4 separate regions of the Mus musculus genome follow, and all the other regions are linked to region 3. A link is a contact called in public promoter capture Hi-C data. All regions are on one chromosome and are shown on one strand. Each heading gives the region's core, a stretch centred on a gene start, on an enhancer-like site or on the middle of the called end of the contact. The rest is flanking DNA. Distances are from core to core; before and after follow the strand shown.

Region 1 (2,956 bases), core at 425-2,924, 2.6 Mb after region 3:
GATCCCCAGCCTTGCCGACAGCCAGCCTATCCTAATTAGTAAGCTCTAGGCCCTGGCTCAAGAAACAAGGTATAACGGGCATGGTGGCAGCCACACCTTTCGCCCAAGCAGAGGCAAGTGAATCTCTGAGTTTGAGACCAGCCTGGTCTACGTAATGAGTTCCAGACCAACCGAGGCTACACAGTGTGATTCTGCCTAAAGAAAGGAAATAAGAGAGAGTGGGGAGAAGGAGAGAAAAGAACAAAAGAAAGAAGAAGGGTAGAAGGGGCCTGAGGAAACTGACCTCTGACCTTCATACATATGTATACACACACACACACACACACACACACACACAGGAACCCACACACAAAAGAGTGAGTTTATGTTATTCTTGAAAGTAGATGAAACCGAAGATAATCGTGTTAAGCAAATTATGCCAGTCTCAGAAAGACAGACACCATATGTTTTCTCTGACTGGTGGGGCCTAGATTTTACATAGTCACACTGAACCGTGTGTGTGTGTGTGTGTGTGTGTGTGTGTGTGTGTGTGTGTGTGGTGTACATTTAAGAAAACAAACAGGAAGGAGGGGAGAAAAGGGAAGATAGAGGGAAGGGGGATATGCTCAATTTACAGTCTATAATTTTAAGAAAAAAGTGCTTTGATTTAACAGGTCACCATTAAGAGCACCACTTGTTGCTCTTGCTGAGGACCAGGTTCAGTTCCCATCACCTACATGGCAGCACATAACTGTCTGTAACTCCAAATCTAGGAAACACAACACCCTCTTCTGGCCTCTGTGGGTACTGCATGCACATGACACCATATACAGGAAGGCAAAAATACTCATGCAAATAAATAAACAAACAAACAAATACTGTTTAATTCTTTTAAGTATTCTGCAAGATGAACAATAATTAGTGTAAATGAGACTTGCTCCTCGATACCCACAAGAAAAAAGGAAAAAAATGAAAGAAAGAGGGAAGGAGAAAAAAATGATGGTTGGGATTTGGCTCAGTTTGTGAATGCTTGCGTAGCATACATAAACTCCTGGATGTTATCCCCACACCAGCAAACCATGTGTGGGGTGTGTTCCTGTCATCCCTGCACTTGGAAGGAGAATCAGGAGTTCAATATTTTCCTTGATCAACCTAGGGTACTTGTGACCCTGTCTCAAAAAACAGAAGAGGAGGGGGAGGAGGAGAAGAGGAAAAGAAGGAGGAGGAGGAGGAGGAGGAGGAGGAGGAGGAGGAGGAGGAGGAGGAGGAGGAGGAGGAGGAGGAGGAAATAATCCTAGAACTCGGGAGGATATGTGAGTTTGAGGCCAGCCTGGTCGACATAGTGAGTTCCAGGACAACTAGGGCTACACGGAGATACCGTGACTAAAAGAGGCAAAACTGACAGACAAACAGACGAAACAAGTTACTGTATATTAAGTGTGCCTTAGCCAAAGCCAGGTACACACCAAGTGAAAACAAATATTAAAATATTAATAATATTAAAACAAATATTATTTTGTGTCCACAGCTAGGACACAAAGCTCCCTACACAGGTGGTCAAGCACCGCCACCGAGATCCTGGAGCTCGGAGAGGCACACTGTCCCTTTAACACGAAGCCTGGACGGCTCCTTTGCAGCACGGAACCTTAGGCCCTGGGACTGCCGTGGCCTACGGACCTTAGGCCCAACGGACAGGAACCGGAAGTTCTCGCCGGGACTTCTGCTAAACCATTGCTGGCTTAGTTGCTCCCTGAAACCGCTTTCTGGCGCTGCTGGTGGGGTGAGCGCTGGTTGCCGAGGGTTTCGGTCCCAACTGCTGTCAGTAGTGATCCAGCCATCCCCAGTCCTGCGCCGTCGGGGCTCCCCGGTGAGCTCGGCCGTTTTCCTCATCCCTGATAATCTGGAAGTGGGACAGCTAGTCGCGGGGATGGCGGTCATCGCAAGCAGTGCGGCGGGACAAAGACGCTCACAAAAGCCCGCACGAGCATGCGCGCACTCGCTTTTGGGTTGGGGCGTGGTATTGATAACAGGGTCTCCCCCATGTAGCTCAGGCTGGCCTCGAACTGGGACTTCTCCAGCCTCAGCGTCCCCTGTCCTGGGATGGCAGACATGTGCCACCACGTGCAGCTTGGAATGGGCCGCTTGTCATTTCTGCTGTCGAGCTCCAGGTTGTGTCCGATTCTGATTGCTCCATCCCTTGTTTTCTTTTCTTTTAAAACTAAAGCCTCCGCTGAAGAACGGGACCATGGAAGACAAACCACTGGTAGTATCTAAACAGAAGACAGAAGTGGTGTGCGGTGTGCCCACCCAGGTGGTCTGCACGGCCTTCAGCAGCCACATCCTAGTTGTGGTGACCCAGTTCGGGAAGATGGGTACGCTAGTGTCCTTGGAGCCCAGCAATGTGGCCAATGACATCAGCAAGCCAGTGCTCACCACGAGAGTCCTCCTCGGGCAGGACGAGGTAATGGGAGTTGAGAGCATCTTTTTTTCTGCTGTCATTTGTCCATAGGGATATGGGGTGCCTGATAGGCACAACTCCATACGTACCCAAACTATGCGCAGTGAGCATTTTCCAGGGCCATTCTGGACTGAGGGTGTCCTGGCTGGCTCGAGTGATGCTTTTCCCAGCGTGTTAGCATTTTACTCAACACTCGGGGAGGGATTGATTTTTATGACATAGCCATTTCCTCAGTTTGACCCTGTCCTGATGGCTCTATGTTTATGTCTGCTTCTTGAGTCTTGACAACAGTTCCCTTTGCAGGCCTGTCTGTCTTGATTAGGAGTAACCAGAGAGACGGTAGGCAGAGGTACCAAGGAAAAGTCTTAATACTGCCTCCTGGGCAGTTCCCTCTGTCTGCTTTATGCAGTCCACGTGGTGCTCTGAATCACTGTTGTCCTAGCTTAGGGGGTTTGGGGAAAGCGTGAGACGCTGGCCTAGGTCTCTTAAGGAAAGCATTAGGAGCAGACAGTGTTTGTC
Region 2 (2,810 bases), core at 3-2,502, 2.7 Mb before region 3:
TGGGGGCGGAGGGAAGGGCATCTCTCAAATCCACGACTGAAGCAAACTGTATTTTGAGGTGTACCCGGGACTGTCTAGCGGGCCATCTCACTCTAAATCACTCCTGTGGTTCACAACCTTCAGTAATTCTAGTTCTAGGGTATCCGATGCCCTCTTTCTGGCCTCTGGCTGGCCCGGAACTCTCGTAGGCCAGGCTTCCCTAGAACTCACAGAGACCCGCCTGCCTCTACCTTCTGAGTTCTGAAATTAAAGGTGTGTGCCACTAATGCACTTCAAATTATTTGTTTGTTTTTTCAGGCAGGGTTTCTCTATGTAACCCTGGCTACCCTAGAATTTCTCTCTAGACCAGGCTGGCCTCAAACTGAGAGATTTTCCTGCCTCTGCCTCCTGAGTGATGGAGTTTTTTGTTTTTTAACGTGTACAGTGTCTTGCCTGAATTATATCTATGCATCACAAGTGTGCCTACTGGCCACAGGATGCCAGAAGAGGGCAGTCAGATCTCTTGGGATTAGAGTAAGTGTGCTTGTTCCTGTGGTGTCAGAACTAAACTCTGGTTCTCTGGGGTGTTTTTGGTTTTGGTTTAACGTGATTTATTTATTTTACCTGTCTGTTGTGGCACAAGGTTTTAAATCCAGAACTGGGGAGGCAGAGGCAGGCAGATCTCTGTGAGTTCGAGGCCAGTCTAGTTCCCAGAGCTAGTTTCCATAGCCGGGACTATACAAAAAAACCCTGTCTCAAAGAGTCAAAAACAATTTTTAAGTAATTAAAAGAAAAATATACATGTGTATATAGATAGATAGATGTAGATATAGATATAGTTTTACTTTATTTATGGCTGTTTGACCTGCACCATGTTGTGGGAGCCAGTAATTAAACCTAGATCCTCTAAAAGAGCAGCCTGTGTCTTTAACCGCTGAACCATCTCACCAATCCATCTTTTTTTTAAAATTTATTTATTTATATTTATTTTTTTCAAGACAATTTTTTTCTCTGTGTAGGACCCCCTATCTATCTAATCCATCCATCCATCCATCCATCCATCCATCCATCCATCCATCCATCCATCCATCCATCCATCCATCCATCCATCCATCCATCCATCCAATCTGTCATGACTGTCATGACGTGGCCTGCGGCCCCTTTAGTAAAATAAGAAAGGCGAACCATAGAGATGCATCTTAGTCCTCCAGGGCGCTTAGAAAGACCTTACGCAGGCGAGGCCTCTTCCCAGAGGCGGGGTTAATTACGCACTTCCGCTTCGGTTTGTTTTTCTGTCACCTGCCGAAATGAGAACTGAGAAGACCGGGTTCGCGTGTGTGCTGTGTCCGTAGTGGCCTTTTCTGGGCCTCGTTTTTGGAAGAGGGTAGCACTCCGCCTCGGTTTCAGAAAAGGTCCGTGAAGTCATTGGGCTTTGCTCTTCTAGAAAACAAGCTCGACCTGGACGGTCCAGAGGCTCCAATGGCTGCAGGCTCTGGGGTCGTCCCGCCACCTCTCGGTGCTGGGCTTTGTACGGTGAAGGTGGAGGAGGACTCTCCGGGGAATCAGGAGTCCTCCGGTTCCGGAGATTGGCAGAACCCCGAAACTTCTCGAAAACAATTCAGGCAGTTGCGCTACCAGGAAGTGGCCGGCCCTGAGGAGGCGCTGAGCCGACTTTGGGAGCTCTGTCGGAGGTGGCTGAGGCCCGAGCTGCTCTCCAAGGAGCAGATCATGGAGCTGTTGGTGCTGGAGCAATTCCTCACCATCCTGCCCCAGGAGCTCCAGGCCTACGTGCGGGACCACAGCCCTGAAAGTGGGGAGGAGGCTGCGGCCTTGGCGCGGACTCTGCAAAGAGCACTGGATCGGGCCTCTCCGCAGGTGAGACTCGAGTGGACTCTGCATGGCACCAGAGAGATGGCTTAGTGTTTAAGACCCTGAGCTGCTCTTCCAGAGAATGAACTCAGTTCCCAGGACCCCATATAGAGGGGGCTCACAACCATCTGTAGCTCTAGCTTCAAGTGATCTGATGCCATGTTCTAGGCATCTGCATTAACGTGCCCGCGTGCCCAGTCGTGATGATTCAGAGAATACAGCCTGGTTGTCTACACACACACACTTTGAATGAGAATGGCCCCTATATTTGAATATGTTAGGTCCATGAGAAGGCACCTTGGAAAAAATAAATACTCTTGATACTTATTACTGGTTTTGAGATACAGTTTGATTTTTTTTTTTCTTAAAGGTAGAGTCTCACTGTGTGTCCCTATCTGACTTGAACTCATTATATATTATACCAGACTGACCTTTAACTCACAGAGATCCACTTTTACTGTACCTCCAAAGTTCAGGGATTAAAGGTGTGGACCATCATTCCTAGCTTAATTGAAACAGAGCTCGCGTGTGCCTTTTAGAATACAATCTACAATCATTGTCAGTGTAAAAAGTCTAGTTTCTTTTTATTTTTGTTTCCTGTGTGTGACTATGTGTATGAGTGTATGCCACACGTGTAGGGGTGATCAAGGAGCACAGAACAAGGTAGTAGACCCCTGGAACTGGAATCACGTGCTGTTGTATGTTGCCTAATGTGGGTACTGGGCACGTAACACAGGTCAGTCTTCTAGAGAAACAGGAAGCACTCTTCTGATTCATCTCTCCTGCTCGTGAAAAGCTAATCTCAAAATATTCTTTAGATCCTCCCCACAAAATGCCATTTTATACTTTAGCTATGTTTTTCCATCTCAGCACGAGGGACATTTGGGTGAATGCTTAGTTGTTAGGGGCAGACATTCAAGCACTTCAGATTTTGGGATCTTGGGTTTCGAAAATGCTGGAGC
Region 3 (2,738 bases), core at 239-2,738:
TTGCCCAGCGTGGTGGTGGCGCACGCCTTTAATCCCAGCACTTGGGAGGCAGAGGCAGGTGGATCTCTGTGAGTCTGAGGCCAGCTTGGTCTACAGAGTGAGTTTCAGGGGCCACACAGTAAAACTCTGTCTCAGCCATCTCTAAATAAATAAATAAATGGATCAGTTGTCTGTGGGCGCTGAGGAAGAGAGCCCCCAACTTCCTAAATCATGGCTGACAGTCCCACTATGGTGTCCTGACAGGGCTGATGGTTTGCAAACTGCCCCCATTTTGAGCCTGTCTGTCAGGTACTTGAACTTGGTTCTGCACTGTCTCTGCAGGTACCACATGTCCCAGGCCGAGGAAGGTCTCCAGTAGCTTTCCTACCACCCTCGCCTGCTTTGTTTCCTGCATCCTCCACCCAGAGTCTTATTGAGGCACCTAGAGAACAGGCTGGGTGAGCAAAAGGAGATACAAATGGCCCAGGGTTGTACCCAACTGGGGCAGTGATAAACCACAGATGCTATGAGACAGGATAGCGTTATTTTTGTGTTGGCATGAAAAGGTTACTGCTTAAAAATGAAAAGTACCCACCCAGTACTGAAGGCAAAGGAGGGCTGTGGGCCCATGGGGAGACTGTGTGGCTGGGTCACCAACCATTTTCCTAATAGATCTTAAGAAAACTGTCTTTGTTTTTTAATTTATTACATTTATTTATGTACATGTTGGGGTGCTCGAGTGGAGATCCAAAGACAACTTGCTGGAGTTGATTTTCTTCTTCCTCCCCGAGCCCCGGGGGTCGAATCGAGAGAGTCAGGCTTGGTGGCAAGGTCATTTACCTATTAAGTCCCTCTGTCTTCGGAGTACTGTCTTGTTCGTAGACTCCAGACTTTTAACTCTTTCAGGCTCTGGGAGATCCCAGAGATCTTAACCATTCTAAACTTTCCCCACGAGTGGCCCAGCTCAGAGTCCAGATTTGTCCCTTTGCATTTTCAGTTTACCAAATGCATCAGGTCTGGGCTTCGGGTAGTCGTTTCCTTCGCTGAATCACGTACCACCAAGTCTTGGGCTGGCTATTTGGGAAAGAACCTAGACTCTCAGTGCAGGGTCAGCACTAGCATGGACCCAGACACGATGAGGAGGATCCCTTAGCTGAGTTGTGCGCCTCACATTCCACGCAGGTCGCCCTGAGCCCCGGACCCGGCGCCACACGGAGACCCGAACCGTGCAGCGGGACCACCGCCTCCCCGCTCCTCCCCGGCTTCGTCTCACGCCCCGTGGCCCCAGCCCCAGATCGGCAGACCTGGCCTGGTGCAGCAGACTTTCCGCGCCCGCCGAGAACATGCCGACACGGCTCCAAGCCCACCAGTGCCCGAAACGTTGCCGCGGACTTCCGGGATCGTGTCACATGACGTGTCATGTGACCGGACTGTGTCTGCCCTCTTTCGCCCCACCTCTTACCCCCGCCACCACCCTCCCGCGTCCTGGCTGGATCACGTGGGAGAATCTGGAGCGCTAGCTGACGGCTTCCGGTGCCACACCACGTGGGAGGGCCATCCCTCCCACTCCCCCGCGCAAAAGACAGACCAGCTTCCGGTCCTGCGGCAGGTGGGCGGGGCGGGGCGGAGGCCTTGGCCAAAATATTGCAGTACAGAAGCCAGTTCCCGCCTAGCTCCTGGGCTTCTCTCCACGTCAGTCAGCAGCCAGGGAGTCATGGAACCGTGGTCCTTGGAACCCAGAACTCCTGGCTCCGAAACAGTTTCCTTTGATCCCGGAACTGCCAGTGGTAGACTCTAGACCTGGAGAGACTAGGCAGGCACATAGTTTAGCAGTAGGGTGACTAGATTTACCCCAGTGAGAGGCTGGGGGCGCGACTTGGTGGCAGAGAAAGAACATCCTTAGCAAAAGCTGTATGGCAGACACGTTTTATAAATTCTGTCAGGCTCTTTGCTGCAGAAATACCCAATGTCTTGCTAGTCTTGGGTTTTAAGATGAGGCCCTGGCACTATTCACCTATTTGGGTTGGGAGATGGGTGCCTATTGCACACACAGAAAAAGGAAACTGGTAGTAGACTGAGGAGCTGTCACAGTGGGAAAGACACTTGGACCCGTGTCTTTCTGGCTCTTGCCAATCAATACCTAGTGCTCATGGCCTAGTAATAAGCAAGGCTTCAGGGAGAAACGGGCAGAAGTAGAAACGGCTCAGCTGGTAAAAGTGAACATGAGTACCTGAGTTCCATCCCTGGGTGGCCATATAAAAATAAAACCCACACTTGCAGTCCCAGCACTGAGGAAGTGGAGATCGGAGTATCCCTAAGGGTTGCTGGCCGGCCCTAGCTTACTTGGCAAGTCCCAGGCCAACGAGAGATTCTGTCTCAGAGAAGAGGTAGGGCAAGAAAGAAGACTCAGAACCTGAAAGTGATTGACACACAGGCCTGACAGGCTGAGTTTGGGTCCTCAGAAGCTACATAAAACCTGAGCCCAGTAGTGTAAGGATTTGTAATCCCAGCACACCTACAGGAGATGGAGGAGGCAGGAGACTCTCCTGAGGCTGGAGGATAAGCCGCCCTGGCTTATGAGATGGTAAAGAGAATCTGTCTCAGACAAGGTGTAAGTAGCCATGAGGGTGGGCACCTGAAGGCTGTCCTCTGATCTGCTCACGTCTCCTGTGGCCAGTGTACATATGCCTATGCCTCTGCATGTGAACACACACCCCACTTGAGGAACAGCAGCTGAGGTTGTCCTCTGCCTCCACACA
Region 4 (2,700 bases), core at 12-2,511, 2.7 Mb before region 3:
GATTACACACGTTAAATAGCCGCCAAAAATCTCTCTTTTTAGAACAACAAAGCAGGCCAGTCAAAATCTAAATAGAAACGCTGTTTTCTTCTTCTTCCGATTGCATAAAGCTTTCTAGCTGGCAAAGAGTAACCTATCAGCATAACAGACTCATCTGCTCAAAACTGTCTTTAGTCCCATCCACTGTATGGTGACTGACACTTTACAATCCCCTATTCCCACACCCCTTCTTAACAATTTAATAAATTAAGAATAAAACTCTTAAGACGTGGACTCAGGGTCACATTGCTGACAACCAGTGAGTCTAACAGATTAGAGGCTCCTGACTTCCCCATCAGTGGTCTTTGCTCTGGTTTTTCCAGCGCTTACGTTAAAAGATAGATTGACTCTGAGCCCTTCCCAGGGCGCACAGCCTGATTAGAGAATCACTTTCTCCTGACCTAGGAGGACTCAACCCGAGAGGCTCTCGGGGCCGGGGAGAGGTAAAACGAAGAGGCGATCGGATCAGGAGGAAAGAGGTGTTGTGTTGGGCTGTTTACAGACGTAGAAGAGCGGGAAAAGGGGTGAACAAGAGCGAAGTTACGGAAGGGACAGTGGCAGAAAACTCAAGAGCAGCATCTGAGAAAAAAAGCGGTGTTTAGACAGAAAACGGTCCCGGAAGAGAAAACGACGTGGGAAAAAAACACACACGCAGAGAGAGAAAGAGCGAGCCCCAAGTTTACCATCCCCTGTGCAAGTCATCGGAGACTCCAGCCTCTGCCGCATAAGCAGCTCACACAGCTCTCCTGCCCGTAACCATTGCCAAAGATACGGTACTCGAGAACCGAGCAGAGAAACACTCACCGGAAACTCAAGCACCTAAGGCCGCTGCTTCTTTATTGACGGCTTCCGCTCCGGCGACAAACTCTTCAGAATAAGGCCCTCGCGGGGCCCCGCCCACCTCGCGCGGAGATTGCGTCATCTTAGGTGTCCCTGGCGCTGCCTTTGTAGAATTCCGTAAACCGTACGGCCCTTTTCCTCTCACTTCCTGTAGGGGTGGCCCACACGGCTACGTGTCTCCTCGGACAGGGACACCGGGGAACGCGGATTCCTGGCAGTACATATTCTGGTCAGGAATTCAGGCACCTCCCAAGACAGCCCGGCCTCGGTGTGAGGTCCCAGATCCTCGCAGCCGTGGCGGCGGTGGCGGCGTCAGTGGCGCGCGGAGAGGGAACCAAGCCGGGCGGAAGAAGTCGATTCCAAGGAGTTTCCGGTTCCGGTGTCAGTTCGAGGCGCCGCCGCCGCCGCTGCAGCCGCCGGAGCCGAGATGCCTAAAGGAGGTGAGGGGGTGGGCGCGCGTGGTTCGCGTGGCTTCTCTAGTGGCGGCCGTAGGCGGGCTGCCGCGGACCCCTCAGCCCGCGGGTCTGGGGCCTCTAAGAGATCCGCGCTGAAGGAGGCCATCCCCGTCGCCTCCCAGCCATGCGTGGGCCTCGACGCTCAATTGTCCTGCCTGGGAAGCCGAGGACCACAGTGGTTGAGGGCCTCTCCGTCGGGGATTTTTGAGGAGACTCACGGGTGCTGGGTCCTTGTCCTTGAGGAGAGCAGGACCCAGGAGTCTCGGCCAAGCCTCCGGAGCATCTGAAGTTTGTCCTCCCATTTGGCTGGCCGGAGACTGAGTCACCGCGTCCCGCGCTGGTGCGGTGCCTGGCTGCCTCGAGCATAAAATGTGGCTTTTGTGGAGCTTTTGAGGAGCCACGCCTGCCTCATAATAAGACCTTGACTTGATGATGTGGGACCTGGCTCTGATTCTCTCCTTGCACCGTAGCCACTAAGGATGTGCTTCTGAGCCAGTCGCCTAACTTCTTTGTGTCCCGGTTTTGTCGTTTCCAAAAAGGGGGTTGGGGTGGGGGACATTGATTATATTTTCCTCCTGTTATGAGAGAGGCATAAACTAGGTAGCCCACGTACTCAGCCCAGTGCCCCGCAGCCCCTAAATGTTCAGCTATTACTGTGTGTAGAGACCAAGAAAACAAGTGTTTCCCATCGTACATTGGTTTCACCCCTTAGAATCAGGGGTTTGAATACCAGATATATCACATCTTAAGTCTGTGGCCTCAAACAAAACTTTTCCAGTTCGTTTTCTTCATCTGAACTACAGGGGTATTAATAAGGCTTAGTTGGATGAGTAGGAGACAGGCGGACAGGAGTTACGGTGGCAGAATAAATCGCTCTAAGGGCCTGGCTAGCTCCCAGCACAGAACAGATGTTCAGTAAATGTTGGCAGCTCACGTGTTAAGCCAGTTAATGCAGTGAGCCCACAGGAACATCTGCCTGGAGATTTTCAAGCTTAAATTGCTTCCTGTCAATATTCAGATATTAGGCTCTACAGGGCCAAGTGTGTCTAAATCTAGTTCTCTGCTGATTTATCCTGCGTCTAGAGGAGCACTGTCTTTGTTTCACAGTCTCATCTTTAAAAGGCAAAGGAACTTTTTTCAGCTCCTGACTCCAAGGTTGAGAATTACAGTTCGGCAGTCTTGAATATGAAATCATGGCTAATGGACTTAGTCTTGATTTCTGGGAAGCTTTGCAGGCAGATAAACAAAGCTTGTTTCCTTGCTTGGGCTAACATGAGAAAACAGTGATTAAAAACTATTTTAAAAAATCCCCCAGGAGCAAAGGACCAATTCTGTTTTCAGTATACTGTGAATTATTTTTTTAAAG

Evidence for each region. Promoter capture Hi-C pulls out the DNA fragments that hold promoters and counts their contacts. Capture Hi-C pulls out chosen DNA fragments and counts their contacts.
Region 1: a promoter capture Hi-C map of pre-B cells shows a contact between it and region 3, with 8 times the contacts expected there. The contact joins the promoter of Psmg3 here to the promoter of Ap5z1 in region 3. A contact is called at or near these places in 4 of 39 promoter capture datasets (embryonic stem cells, liver and pre-B cells).
Region 2: a promoter capture Hi-C map of adipose tissue shows a contact between it and region 3, with 4 times the contacts expected there. The contact joins the promoter of Zkscan14 here to the promoter of Ap5z1 in region 3. A contact is called at or near these places in 2 of 9 other capture datasets (adipose tissue and liver).
Region 4: a promoter capture Hi-C map of liver shows a contact between it and region 3, with 5 times the contacts expected there. The contact joins the promoter of Pdap1 here to the promoter of Ap5z1 in region 3. A contact is called at or near these places in 2 of 39 promoter capture datasets (embryonic stem cells and liver) and 1 of 115 datasets of contacts at active chromatin or transcription factors (bone marrow-derived macrophages).

Annotation. Positions count from the first base shown.
Region 1 is chr5:139,825,612-139,828,567 of GRCm38.p6, reverse strand. It overlaps Psmg3 (proteasome (prosome, macropain) assembly chaperone 3), which reads left to right and starts at 1,674. Exons shown (of 3, transcript NM_025604.4): 1 at 1,674-1,846; 2 at 2,204-2,440. The coding sequence starts at 2,225.
Region 2 is chr5:145,200,324-145,203,133 of GRCm38.p6, reverse strand. It overlaps Zkscan14 (zinc finger with KRAB and SCAN domains 14), which reads left to right and starts at 1,252. Exons shown (of 3, transcript NM_023322.2): 1 at 1,252-1,854. The coding sequence starts at 1,459.
Region 3 is chr5:142,462,681-142,465,418 of GRCm38.p6, reverse strand. It overlaps Ap5z1 (adaptor-related protein complex 5, zeta 1 subunit), which reads right to left and starts at 1,488. Exons shown (of 17, transcript NM_172725.2): 1 at 1,284-1,488. The coding sequence starts at 1,324.
Region 4 is chr5:145,138,586-145,141,285 of GRCm38.p6, reverse strand. Pdap1 (PDGFA associated protein 1) reads left to right here and starts at 1,261. Exons shown (of 6, transcript NM_001033313.4): 1 at 1,261-1,319. The coding sequence starts at 1,307. It overlaps Bud31 (BUD31 homolog), which reads right to left and starts at 910. Exons shown (of 6, transcript NM_001310771.1): 1 at 844-910.